Regions from separate parts of the Zea mays genome. Here region 2 is linked to region 1. A link is a contact called in public Hi-C data. All regions are on one chromosome and are shown on one strand. Each heading gives the region's core, a stretch centred on a gene start, on an enhancer-like site or on the middle of the called end of the contact. The rest is flanking DNA. Distances are from core to core; before and after follow the strand shown.

Evidence for each region. A called contact is a pair of places that touch in the nucleus more often than the background predicts.
Region 2: a Hi-C map of leaf shows a contact between it and region 1, with 7 times the contacts expected there. The contact joins the promoter of LOC542765 here to the promoter of LOC103653690 in region 1. A contact is called at or near these places in 5 of 25 Hi-C or Micro-C datasets (bundle sheath, ear, endosperm and 2 more).

What each region holds. Positions count from the first base shown.
Region 1 is chr4:132,348,961-132,356,200 of Zm-B73-REFERENCE-NAM-5.0, reverse strand. It overlaps LOC103653690, which reads left to right and starts at 4,739. Exons shown (of 4, transcript XM_020552603.3): 1 at 4,739-5,051; 2 at 5,584-5,812; 3 at 5,906-5,989. The coding sequence starts at 5,632.
Region 2 is chr4:132,640,862-132,648,101 of Zm-B73-REFERENCE-NAM-5.0, reverse strand. LOC542765 (ras-like gene) reads right to left here and starts at 3,858. Exons shown (of 6, transcript NM_001112273.1): 1 at 3,752-3,858; 2 at 3,445-3,584; 3 at 2,396-2,478; 4 at 2,094-2,298; 5 at 1,936-2,004; 6 at 1-296. The coding sequence starts at 3,797. The coding sequence ends at 207.

The DNA of each region.
Region 1 (7,240 bases), core at 3,490-5,989:
AGAGAATAAATGACTATGCATTGTATGACTCCAAAAAGAGTAGTCATCTCCATCAAAGTGGGGGGATTTCCGAGTGGAATAGACGATAAATGTGCATTTGAATTGTACGGCATGCGAGAATAATCGAATGAATAATTTTGATTAACTGTTTTCTTTTTCGTGGACGAGTCGTCGTCGTCCCTTGGTGAAGAAGAGGAGGCGTCGCTGTCGTAGTAGATGATCTTCTTGATGCGTCTCTTCTTCTTCCCATCTTTCTTCTTGTTGTTTGAGCCTGAGTTGATGGGCTTGTCACCTTTTGGCTCATTAACATAGAGAGTCTACTTTTTCTTGTCGTTGATCACCATCCCCTTGTCTTTAGGATCCATCTCTTTGGGTGGTTAGTCCGAAGAGTACGACTCTGATACCAATTGAGAGCACCTAGAGGGGGGTGAATAGGTGATCATACAAAAATCAACTCTAAACAAGACAAACTTGGTTTATAATAAGTGTTAGTAGAATTAAAACCATGTTGATATGAATAGAGGCAGAGATAAGAGAACTCTTCACTTGATTGTTCCTTAAGATATGTATTAAACTTAGGAACAATAGCGCAAGTGAATATGTGAGAATTCTATGGAAGAAAACAATCACAGTAGAAAGATGCACAAGTGACACACTGATTTTATCCTGTGGTTCGGCCAATGCCTCCTCCATGTTGTGGTGATGTCCTTCAGTCAAGGGTTGCACTCAACCCCTCTCAAGTGATCCAAAGATCAAACTTAAGCACCACAATTTTCTTCCTTATCTCAAGTTTTCCCTTTGTGAGGAATCTCCACAATTTGGAGTCTCTCACCCTTACACAATATATCTCAAGTGAATACAAGAGTATGGGGGGGAACTATAATCACAAACACGAGACAAACTTGCAGCAACTCACGCACATAAAACAAGAGAGAAGAGCACAAAGATAGCACATCGAAGTTGCAACTCAAAAAAGTGCCCAATTCTGAATCTACTAAAGCAAAGGCGCGAATTCGATGTCTCGACGTTGTTGTATGTTCAATGACTGCTTGGTGTGGAGCTCCATGCGCCTAGGGGTCCCTTTTCTAGCCCAGAGGGAGTTAGGAGCTGTTGGAGCTCCATTTGGAAGGTTCTGGTTGCCTTCTGCCCACGGGTGCACCGAATTGTCCGGTGCACAAAAGACAGTGAACATTGCACGCACTGGACACGACAGAGAATCCCCTGTTTGGCTAATTTCCTGTTCTATGGGCACTGGACTGTCCGGTGTGCCACTCGACCGTTGGCCCGAGGCCGACGTGGCAGCTAGCTGTTGCGCGGCTGGCACACCGGACTGTCCGGCGCCTCACGCGGTCTGTCTGGTGAATTTTAGCCGACATAGGCTGAAAAACCCGAGAGCGGCGATTTGGTCGGACCTTGCACCGGACTGTCAGATGCACACCAGACTGTCCGGTGCCGGACCGTCTAGTGCACTACAGTCCAGCACCTTTCCTTTGTTTCTTTCTTTGATTTCTTTTGCTTTCTTTTGGACTTATCTTTATGAAGTCCCTGGCACTTAGACAAACATGGTTAGCACACAAATCAATTGACTAAGTGTACAGAGCATACATTGTTGCTTGATCCATATAGATTTGCACTAAGTCTTCTTCTGAGCTCAATTTGCTTCATATAGCTTTGCTCAACATCATGTTAGTTCAAACATAATGTGTTGTGCATCTAATCACCAAAACAATATGGAAATGGCCCAAGGGCACATTTCTCTTTTAGTTTCATCTTATAGGTTGTTGATCAAGAAGAAATATAAAAAAGAAAAATCACAAAAAATTGTCAAAAAGAATAAAAAACAACAGTTAGACATAGGCAGCCGGAGGGGCACCATTAAAGTGTGGTTTGTGATATTTTTGCCCTGGTCCTTGTTTGTTACTATCCCTTCATATTTGTTATCTTAATTGATCCCTCATACAATTATACTAATATTATATTGAGGTCATTAATTAGGACAAAGTCACAGTTAATCACCATGACTAGTCATGGTTAATCTTGATTAGTCCTAACTAGATTGATTTATTGGTGACATGGTGTCTAGGCTCAATTAGACTATTTAACGACATTGTGTTAGTAGATGGCGATGTCATTTCTCTATCTCACCATTGAAACAAGGACTAAAAGCTATCTCACCCCATTTTTATTCTAGCTCCTAAGATCAGTCTGAATATAAATTTCAATAAGATTTTTAGCATTTAATAAGCTATTACATAAATACTTTTGATGATGTAACTATGTTTTTTTAATAAAGAGAAGAAGAAGTACATTTAATAGGGATTAAACTATTTTGGGATGACTATTAACTTTTTATAAGTCATAAAATGAAATATCCATAAAATTATAGAATATTTTCTATTAAAAATAGATTCTTTATCTATACTTTAAATATAGATAAAAATCAACCGAACTGTTTGTGTTTATTGTGCTTTTCCCGTCATCCTACCATGGTTCACCAAACTGGTTAAACTTCAAAAATCGGCCATCACTGCTAACCGGTTTACCATGATTAATCAATGAAAACCAGTACAAACATGCCAAATTAGAATCTAAACCAAATTTGAAATTTGCTCAATTTATAGTCGATAAATCGACCAATTCAATCGATTAATCGGTCCCTAAATCGATAAACTGGTTGTAGACAAAGGGAAATTGACCCCTTTTGTCAAATAAAGTCCATTATGATTACAAAAATTCAACAAAAATGGTCCATATCTTATCACAAGTCCAATCACAATATTTAGAAGTGCAAATACATTAATGCCACAATTTCATAGTTCATGAATAGCATCAAAGATACAATACACCCTCCGGTGAACATCATGCCCACGGGTAAGCATTCCATTGATCATATGTCACATTATACCCTTCCGATGAGAATAATATAATACCTTGCTCACACATCAACATTCCTTTGTACTCCGTCCAAGTCTGTCTGGTCCACGCAGAAGTCGTACTCCATGAGTCCATTAATATTTAGTACTCAGGCTCCTCCCATTGATACACCCACCTCATGGGTTACTGAGTCACTTCACCAATTGGATAATTGATATAGGGAAGAAGGGGTGAAGATGAACCTTGTCTATCACTACCAGACTCGGGGGTCCAATAGGCTTACCAATGAAATGGACGTCATTCCTTACTGCCTTCGAAAACGAGGCCTTATCAATCCTTGGTCGGACCATGCGTGGTTTCTCCTTCCTAAAAGGTGTTCTTCCAAACATGCCATGAACACCCCCATGGGAGGAGCCATCACCCTCTCATACGTGCCACTACTCGCGCAAGCATGCCTCCTAAGTTCCTCCTCATCTCTTAAAGCATGTAATGCGACCTGCAACTCAACATCGTCATCATTGAGGTGAACCCGCCAATGCTAACTTTCATACCTCCTCCAGTATTCTTGCTTTCCCTTCTATATTGTCCCTTGTCAAGCTCCCGTCGAAAGTAATTGCAAACGTCCGACGGAACGTTGCGACAACCTTGCACATTTCGTCCACGTGATGTAAGGTATTGTCTAAAACGAGTAGCACCGCCCTCCTTCCATTGTTCCTTACAATACTTGCACTTGAATACAAGATATGTTATTCCAATGCTCCTAAACTGGATCGATCCGATCCAGCATCCCTGAAAATATCAGTAATATGAGCTATTATTGCAAGCACTGTTGGTCATTATTGCAAATAGCAGTAAGTAACCGTGATAATTTATAAGATTTGAAGTGAAAAAGGGGAAATCCCCAAACCTTAACTACTACACCGGCCAGCTTATCAGCTACTGGGGGAGTAATTAATTGGCTTCAAGGAGTGGCTAATCGACGCAAACACACGATTAGCCGACTTAAACCGGCGGATGGGCTTAGCGGGAACCAACTGTGACAACTAATGGCTAGCTAGGGATACCAGATGATTGGGAGAACAGAGCGATTTACCAGTAGACGGGGGGGGGCTTACCCGTGCGGCAGAGCAGCGGACGATCTGAGTGGTTTCGTGGTCGTAGCCATCGGCTAGCTAGCACGTCGTTGTAGAACGAGCGACTCTAATGGTGGATAGGGCGCTTGCGTGGCACACACAGAGAGCAGGAGGACGAAAGGAAGTGAGTGGATGCGTTGACTAGATAAGGCTGAGTCCAACAGCTCGCCCTGCTCGCGTAAAGCGTCGCAGATACGCGTTTTAGAGGGTTGCGAAGCACTGTAGATCCATCTAGCGGATCACGAACGGATCACGAACGCGGCCATGAAAAAGGACGTTGCCTCTCTCTTCCCTACATCTGCATACCCTCTCTAATCTCCCCTTGTTTTTCGCGAGCTACTGGACGTGCTTTTCTTCTCGCAACACGCAATCGCCTCTGGCACACCCGTGTTCTCGCTCACGAGCGGCTAGCCTCATCATAATAGGGTAATATATTTGCTTATTGGACCATAGAATAGATCAGGCTAAATAGTGTTTTTTTCTTTTTTTCCCTTTTTTCTAACTTCTTTGATTTTTAGTTTGAATTCAGTTATGTGTTTTTAAATTAATTTTAATGGAAAGTCATTAAATAATCTATATTATTTATAAGAAAATTGGCATCAAAAGTTTAGAAATCTCCAAAATTTAAACTCGTAAATCAGCGATACAACGTTACCAGCCGGCCTTGATAATCGATTAACCGGTTAGCCGAATTGATCCATGATTTGGTGAACTAGCGTCCCACTCGGCAAAGGGGAGAAAAAAAGGAACTTAGAAAAAAAATAACATAAAAATAAAAGAAAAGGTAAAGTAAAGAAGAAAGGGGCAAAATGGGAAACCATCAAGTTCCACAAAATCACATCTGCTTCGACTCCACCGCCGCCTCCTTCCTTCTTTCCTCGCCGCCACCCGCGCCGTGAGAGCACCGAGCCGTCCGCGATCACGCTGCGCTCTCCTACAGGCAACGGAGCCGGAGCCGGAGCCCCAGTTGCAGCTGGCTCCGCTGAATTCGGGGCTCGCCGAATACCGCCTCCAGTCGTCTGCGTCCGGGTGCAACTGAATCCGGTACCACCCTGTGCCGCTTGGCATGACACTCCGAGAGGAGGGTTGAGGGACTCAACAGGTCCGAAAATTTAGAGACGAGTGTCGGTGATTATGAATGCATCTTTAGTCGATCGATTCCCTTGAAAAAGGAAAAGGCCTAGGTTGATTCCTTTATCAGAGTCTATACTTTACTTGCTGTCATGGGTGTTGACATTGGGTAATGAGCCTGAATGGGACCCGAAATCACTATTAACCTCAATGGGGCACCTAAATCCGCAGACCCTTGGGGAGGCTGTCTTGAAGGTTTATGAAACGTTGCTGTGACCTTTCCCATTTCTTGGACGTACGGTTGGAGAAATTGATAGATTGCCATGTTTTTAGCTTTCATGGTTCTTCTTCCACAGCGAGATGAATCTACATTCTTCCTGCGCATTCGTTAACGCCATATGATTTAGTTTCCTTCACTTCAGAATCTTATTAGGTCCTTATGGTTATTATAGTAGAAGCTATTTTTTTCCTCCACCAATATGGTTGTTGTGGTGCATTTATGCAGGTTAAGGTACCGTCTTTGTAGACTTGGCTGGAGAAATTGGTTGTTTCTATGATGAAGACTAAGACGAGTAGGAGCTTACAGAAGTCTGGGAGAGGTAATCAGGTCCAAGGAGAAGGGCCAAACTGGGTTCTTGTTGCTGGGGGTTTTTTGCTTAGCGCGCTTTCAGTCAAGATTGGGTGCAAACTAAAGCAGTGGTTCAATGGGAAGCAGCAAAATAATACTTCCAAAGGTATTATGTCATATCATGCCCCTATCTGCAGTTGCAATCTTGACTTGTCTCTGCATTATTTGTATGCTTGCTGCTTACTGTGCAAAATTGCAGCTAAAAGAAGACCTGAAGCATGCGAGCTGCACTCAGACCTCTACCGGTTCAGTGACCAAACTGGCTGTTGCTACTCTGTTTCAGGTGCTTTATCTGTAACTTTTGTTCTGTTCATATGTCACTGAATTTAGTGCTAGAATACATATCTAGCATGTTTGGGGGCTAACCTGCACTATTGGTTGTTTCTTGCTTCTTGGTGGACCTTTTAATCTGTAGGGCTTGGAATGTTTTTTAGCATGTTTTTAAAATACATACAATTTTAAAATACATGTTTTTAGACCTGTGCTATGTATTTGGCTGTGTGTTGAATGTATACAAAAAGCTCTTAGTTGCTGTCCTCTAACCTTGAATTTATTTGACGGATTTTTTATAGTTTGTTTCATTAATGTGATAGGGGGGCCTATGTAGCAAAGATATGGATATACAGATACATTTTAGTTTATATTTTTTAAAAATAATAATGAATTAATGATGATATGGTCCAACAATGGTACCCTGATGTTGATGGAGCTTTGAGAAGCTGCAATGGCAGTACCTGTTGCTGCCATTTCTGGATTAGAAAAGTTAAGCAAACGGATACTAGATCTGAAAGAGAAAGAAATAAATCCTAGCAAAATTGACTATGGGAGAAAAAGGGAATACAGGAGAGGGAACAGATTCGTTGCTAGTCACTGTTACTATGCGGCCTATGCACCCTGATGAGCTACTGGGGCCGTTGCGCAGCACTGTGTCATGTGGGCGGGCATACAGGCCCGTGTATCGCTGGCTCGCTGCTACCTCACTGCTGCCTTGCTGCCATCAGGTTCGAGGTTGTGGCCTCATGGAATTGTGTGTGTGTGCCATCTGCCAAATGCATGTTGCGGTGTGGTGAACTGGAGGTTATGGCAAGGCAGGGGATGTGTGCAAGAGGAATGAAGTGTGCTGGATAGTATTTGAAGCAGGCCAACACATATGTGTCTCTTCTTTTATATGTAGCTGCTGTGTATATGTACTGATACCGTGATACGTTACGGAATATGTACCTCGTCTGCTGTCTGCACGTTATGGGAGTGGGGGGGGGGGGGGGGGTTGTGGGTGGGAGGTCTTACTATTTTTTAGGGAGGGGGGCTTAGCCACTTGGCCAATTGCATTTTAGGTCTCCGGTGTTTGCATGCATAAGAGTGAAGAGTCATACATATCCACAAAATAATAGTCTGACTTAATGATTATGACATTTACCAAATTTCCATCTTTGGATATGAGTTTAGCATTTAGAGGCACTGATAGTTCCATTGTTTCTGGCTGTTGCTTTCACTGTGCTGATTGAACTGAATTAATAAATGTAGTTCTTGGGTT
Region 2 (7,240 bases), core at 2,609-5,108, 290 kb before region 1:
TTACAGAAAGCACATACGTTAGCAATCGTGAATGATTGGCTTTACAGAAAGATCGCACAAGTTTGAATGACAACTAACACTGAAGATGGTTTGTTCATGGATTGAAACGTGATGGCTGAAAGAACAAATCATCCGGGGCCAGCTATAGGCAAACATCAAGATACTGCAGAGAGAACCCTTGCAATTGTATGACTTGCTGCCACCGCTCAACTGCAGCAGCCACCAGCCTGTGAGGACGAGCCAGCACCACCTCCAGATGAGTTGGGAACAGCATAGCCAACTTTGATCCCGTTGGACTGTAACATTTTGGGAAAACATTATATAATGCAAAAAATATAAAAGATTACGATGTCTCATGAACAAATACAAAAAAGGATAGCACGGTACAACCCTGCCCCTGGACAATTCATACGGAAGACATGCACTCCCTCCATCCCGAACTATAAGATATTCAATTTTTTAGAAAGTCAAAGCATCTCAAGTTTGACTAAAATTATAGAAAAATTACAAAAAGTTAGTATCAAATAGGTATACTATGAAAATATAATTAATAACAAAAATCTAATACTTACTTGGTATCATTAAAGTTACTCCCTCTGTTCTTTTTTTATTTATCGTGTTTTAATTCAAAAATAAACTAGCGAGCAATAAATATTCGAGAACATAGATATTATTATTTTATTATATAGATTTGGCCAACCTGAGATGTTTTGACTCTCTAAAATGTCTTACAATTTAGAATGAAGGGCTTTCACATTAAGGGCGTGTTTGGATGCCAGGGGATTGAGGGGGCTAAAATCACTTAATATTCAAAATTGAATGGTAAGGGATTTTAGTTCCTTCAATTCCCTCCAATCCCCTTGCTCTTAAACAAACCCTAATGTTCCGTTTGGATATTGATATTGGAGGACATGGAATTGAATTGGTTTCAATACCAAGTCAGCTATGATATTGAAATGAGATGTAATTCTATTGTTTGGATGTCGCTGAATTAGAGTTTTGAATTGTGCGGTCTATTTCCACACAATACAGAGATGATGCTCAGTATTGGGAGAGGAAGTTTCTAGTTATAGTCCAATTCCAGGGAATTGGGTCTCTGATTCCAAACCTCAGTTCTGTGTGTAACCAAACAACATAATTAGGAAAGCTGATTCCAATTCCAATTCTGTGCTCCAATATTGACATCCAAACAGGCTATAAAGAAAATTTCTCCAACCCAAAAACATAAAAGTACATTAAATATTGGTTTCATGTATAGTTATTAGTAGTTTACAATCTAGAGCATACCATTACTATCATCGATAAAAAAAACTAAAAAGGACGCATCATTACACAATGACACTACTCTTTCAATCATTAGCTATGATGACAAAGGATTAGAGATCTAGAATTACATAACCATACTTCCTACTATTAGGTAGTAAGTAGAAAAGGTTTGAATTGGAAGAGTTGTATTGTTTTCCCCCCATTTTTCTTCACCAAAAAATCTTCATGAAGCTGAGATTGTGGGAATCCTATACAAAATACTACATAACATCATGTGGTTCATATGGTAGTTCAATCGGTCTAGAATGTACAAGCAAATACACTAGATAGGCCACAAACATTTTTAATTAATCTTCTACAGGTTTGTAGAAAGATTTCAACATTTCTGTAGATTTATGCAGCTGAAAGTATTTGGGGGAATTGAAGTGCAAGAGTTTTTTTAGTTTTGTGCAAAAGTGTGGCTCAGTTCACAGTTCTGTTTTCTTTTGTTGATTTTTACAATTTCTAGGGGAAAGTTTGCAATAATCATGCAAACTGGTGCCACTATTTAAGACCAATCCCACATTAAATGAATTATTACTGTGTTATAAACTTGCAATCTCATTAATTACCAACACTTGGCACAACCTTGAACAAGCACCTGAAAAGAAGTACTAACTAAGAACTAACCTCATTTGATACATCAAATATGCCATCTTGGATTTTCTTGTATATTGTACCAGCGGTCTTAATGAATGCCTATATCAGAAAAAGATGTTAAAATGGTTAGAAAAGACACCAGTGGGCAATATAGTAGTAAACAGTTAGTAGGTCTAAAAAAAATTCACCTCCTCGACGTTTTGTGCAGTTTTAGCAGATGCCTCCATAAAAACCAGACCATGCTCCTTGGCAAACTGTTCGCCTTCCTCATAGCTGACAGCACGCCTATGAGAAAGGTCACATTTGTTTCCAATCAGCATCACTGTCATGTTAGCATTTGCATGTTGCCTGGCATCTTCTAGCCAACTTGCGAGATGATTGAAGGTCTCCCTCCTGAAGTTGGGTGACCCAAACGTAAGAATCATTAGTGATTGTAAATGCCAAAATAAGATGCATATAATATAACCAAACAAAACCATATAACTAGTACCTAGTGATATCATAAACCAAAAGGGCTCCAGCAGCTCCTCTGTAGTATGACCTAGTAATAGATCTGAATGATTCTTGGCCAGCCTGAAATTCAAGTCATAATCAATTGAGAATATAACGCTTCATGACATCACACTCAACAGAAGTAGTGGTGAATGTGTTGTGGTTGTAGTTCATTAAAACCATACTCCTAAGCAAAAAAATAAAAATAATAACATGAACATACTACATGATGAACAAACCAAACAATTATAAGGATGAACAGATTCTGAAACTCGAACTAATATGGGAAATGCTAATAAAAATGCTTTACATGTTACAGTACCCTGGTTACAAACTTACAAGTGTTAAATTCTTGAAAACGTGTAGCCAGACCATTGGAGCAATTACCGAAGATATCTTTGCAAACAGAAGTGTTGCAATTACACTAAGTTGAGATAAATATAGGTCCAATTGTCTAAGAGGAGATATTTTCTTACATCACTGTATAATTTCCTTAAGTTTGTATTGATAAGTATGAATGAAATCAGCAACATACTTGCAATTTAGAACGCACGAGACTGGTTCTTTTGGTACTGCCAGCAGTATTCCATACGAAAACATGGATTAATAACATATAATCAGACTAGACTAAAGCCTGTTAGCTTGTTGGAGTCTGGTGCTTTGTCACTACCTCGACATATGCTGGTTGATTTGATAGTTGGTGACCTAAGTTTGGGATTTTTTTTTGGTAAGCCAGCAGTATGACCGAGACATATATACGACCTTATGCAAGAGGATAACACAATTTTGCACAAAGTGGCTGGATGTTGCAGAACTGCCAGGGTCTGTGATTCAAAAATCTCTAGATTATCAAGCCAGTGCAGCAAAACGCAAGAGGAACATAAATGGCATCAGCAATTAAGGATCCCAAAAATGTTCGCGTTGTTTCTGAAACAATTCGAAATTCCTACAGCCATCGTTGCTTGAAACTGCTAACCTCGTACGCAACCTAAACAACACCATGAAGAGGGCAGGAAAAAACGAACGGAAGAGAGGAGCAGGACGGACCGTGTCCCAAATCTGGAGTTTGATGGGCTTGTTGTCGATGGTGATCATGCGGGCGCCAAATTCAACGCCGATGGTGAGATCGTGCACGGGCTGGAAGCGCTTATCCGTGAACTGCAGCAGCAGGCATGACTTCCCCACGCCTGCAACACAACCAACCAACCGATCGATCAATCGCCGCTCGTATGTACCAACACCGATGAGCAGATGACAGCAGATCCCCAGCCGCGTGGATCCAATCTCCCCCCGCGCGGGGCGGGGCGGCGGGGATCAGAGTGGCAGCGGATTCGGGAGCGAGGGGGCGACGGACCTGTGTCGCCGATGATGATGTACTTGAAGAGGTAGGCGTACGACATCCTCGATCAATAGTGTGAGGTCGGTTGGCCCCGGCGGCGAGTTCCGGAGGATTCGGCTCGATCCTGCTTCCTGCGTCGTTGGGGACTAGAGGGCTGGAGGATTTCCGGGTTGTCAAGGCCGAACGAGAACAGGGCAAGCAAAACGTAACTGACGCGACAGCTAATGGCAACGCGTCCCGTCCAGTGCTCCAAATCAGGATTCCTCGCTGGCTGGGCGGTGGGCTCTGGCCAAATGGCGCGCGGTTTTGCCTAACCGCTCTAGAAGTGGATCTTGAAAAAAAATAGAGTTTATATTGTACTCCCTTCGATTCAAAATATAATTTGTTTGACTTTTTTAACCCTAACTTTAACTATTTGTCTTATTCAAAAAATCATAAAACAAAAAAATTTAAGTTATATGTAAAGTATATTTGATAATAAACAAAACTACAACGGGTTTTAAGTTTTTTCACAATTTTTTGAATAAGACGAGTTGATCAAACTTGTGATAAAAAAGTCAGACGAATGAATAATAAATTGGGACGATGACATTGTTTATAAAATTAAAATTTAAAATAGAAAAGGTGCTGAGAATAGCCTAAAAATGTTGCGTGTATAGCACTATAACACTGAACACATAGACATTAAATATGTGAATGGACATCCGACCAACAATAGCACACACTTCTTGCTCTATCCGTACCAAAATATACTACTCTAGAATCTTTGTACCTTAAATTTAATTATTTATAGCTAAAAATCGATACATATAATATTAAATAGCTAATATTAAAGTAATTATAAAATATGTTTTTATAACAAATTAATTTGGAGCTATAGATATAAATACCATCAACTTCAAACTTAAACAAACATTGAAGAATAGCGTTTTGAGATTATGAAAGTTATCATAACTATCTTGCTACATCTTCTATATTTTAAAAGGTGGCTATTTCTTTCTAACATAATCTTCCTACGTTGTAGAATAATCACTATAAGACACAACATATAAGCTTATTTTAACATTGACCAGCAATTGTGTTCGTACATTATAAACATGATCCAATATATGTTGGAATTAGATTTTGGAGGTGTTTGTTTCGAATTATAATCTGTCCAAATTATATAAATAGATCAAAATTTGTTAGATTATATAACCTAATCAGATTATAATCTCAATCAAATACCCTATTTGTATCATCGCTATACACGAGTTATTTTAACTCGTATGAGCAAAATTTATAAGTCTAACTTACATGTAAGATGCGGAGGGCACAACCCAATAAGTCTTCGAATCAGGCTTCATATCGATCACCGCTTGACAAAAGCAATTCTAACTCGTATGAGCATGAATCATATAAGTTCGCATGAAAGAAACTCTTCATTGTTCGGTATTAAGGGATAGTGAAGCTAATAAATGGGGTAAGATTTTGATTTTTTATATTTAATATTATGTATACATATAGATATGGATATAATCAAATCTTGGCATTGTGCTAATTGGGAGCTCTCAAATTTAAATAAACACGCCCCCAATAACTTTAGCCGGCTTCAGCAATATCCACAAGTCCCGATCAATAATCTCTCTTAAAAACTAGACAATTTAATTACTAAATTAACATTGTGTTTATGATGCCGAGTATATGCATGTATAGTCTATTCTCTAATAAGATAACTATCATAGTAATCACGATTCAAATTAACAAGGAAAATAAGATTTTTTTTTTGCTATAGTAGCGTACCAGTGACACCAGAGTTGTTTTCGCTAGTCGACGTAGGGTTCGTTGATGTAGTCATCCCACTCGTCACAGTGCACAAACATAGCAGTGCTAATGACTACCACCAGAGATTGGTTGTCGAGAAGTAACAGAAAAAGAATGGATTTCAGGATATTGCAGAAAAAGAGAGTAACGCTCTTCACTGGAGCAAATGAACGCTTATATGATTTGGTTTCAGAGGCCACATATTTCTATTACTATGCGCGCAGATAGGGAGAATTCTGGTTGCAGTGGATGTAATGGAAGTTTGTGCAAGTGAGCAGAATGGATTTCAGGATGAATCATGTCTAGTAGAAGCAAAATCGGTTAGACAGTAGAATTAGCCGCTATTGCTAATAAACTGAAGCTAGCCGGCAGGTGTTTGTTTTTGTTGGCTTTGCATCCTGACTTCACCCTCTGTCATGGACCTTCGGTCCATGGGGATAGCTGTCTTCTCCGGTGAGGTTATACCCCTCTGCCGCAGGCTTGGTTCTAGGGTAGCAGCCCTAGTCGCTTGAGAGGGTCATTGCAAGAGAGAGAGATTGGTTTGATAATGATATTGCTTGATTTATTCCCTGTTGTCATGCGACTTATAAATAGCCCTATGGCTAACCAATTTCTCCTACAAACTCTCAACTAACTCCTACTTTCTTGGACTTATCTGATGCTAACCAACTCTCCACAATTCTCTCATCTCAATCTTATTCTCTAGCCTTATCCCAGCTCATCTCAATCTTATTCTCTAGCCTTATCCCAGCCTGGCTGTTGCCTCTCGCTCCCTATGATGCCCATGACATCTCCCCCTCCCTTGAGGACCAGCTCGTCCTCGAGCTGCCATAGACTTACCTGACACGACTTAAGGTTAAGCCTTTTACATCTCGGCTTACCTTTATTATTTAAGATGAAAATGCAAAATAATTGTGGAACTAAAATATAAATTTGAACTGCAGCTATGTCCTCCTGGATCCCAAGGAAAGAGCTGAACTGCGGACTTCACGTTGGATGAAAGGTGAAGGAGGAACCAGCCCGTTCTTATGTTGGGTCTGTCCAGCACCAAGGCAGTTGCCCGAATGAAGGAGACGACCCTCTTTGGCCGTGCAGGGGGCTGCATACCCAGATCTCGACTTCTGCAGGGGGTTCAAAAAGTATAGACGAGACCTGGTGGTTGGGTGCGCAGGCTGCGAGTTGGTGCAGCGATGAGCTGATCAGCAAGTGCAGCTTCCGCACTGCCCGCCTAACAAGGAAGCCGCGCACTGCGGCTTGCAGGCGCACCACGGCCTGCTCATGTGATGACGGCCATGGGGTGGCCCTGGAGGCCACAGCAAGGTGCTTCTCCCCACGAAGGGACTGTACCTGGCGGCGTGCCAGGAACCCTCGCGCTGTCGCCTGAAGCCGCACCGCTGCTTGGAGTTCTTTCTCTGTCTTCTCCTTGTAGCGGTGGAACATCACAACGAATTGATCCCACTTCTCTTCGAGCCGAGCGAATGCATCTGTCATGGACCTTCGGTCCATGGGGATAGTTGTCTTCTCCGGCGAGGTTATACCCCTCTGCCGCAGGCTTGGTTCTAGGGTAGCAGCCCTAGTCGCTTGAGAGGGCGGGTGGGAGGGCGTTGCGGCGGCAGATGGCGCGACGGCTGGTGGTGGTGAGGGATGGGCGGCTGGTGGTGGTGAGGATAACCTGGAGCTGATACCAGGTGTCATGGACCT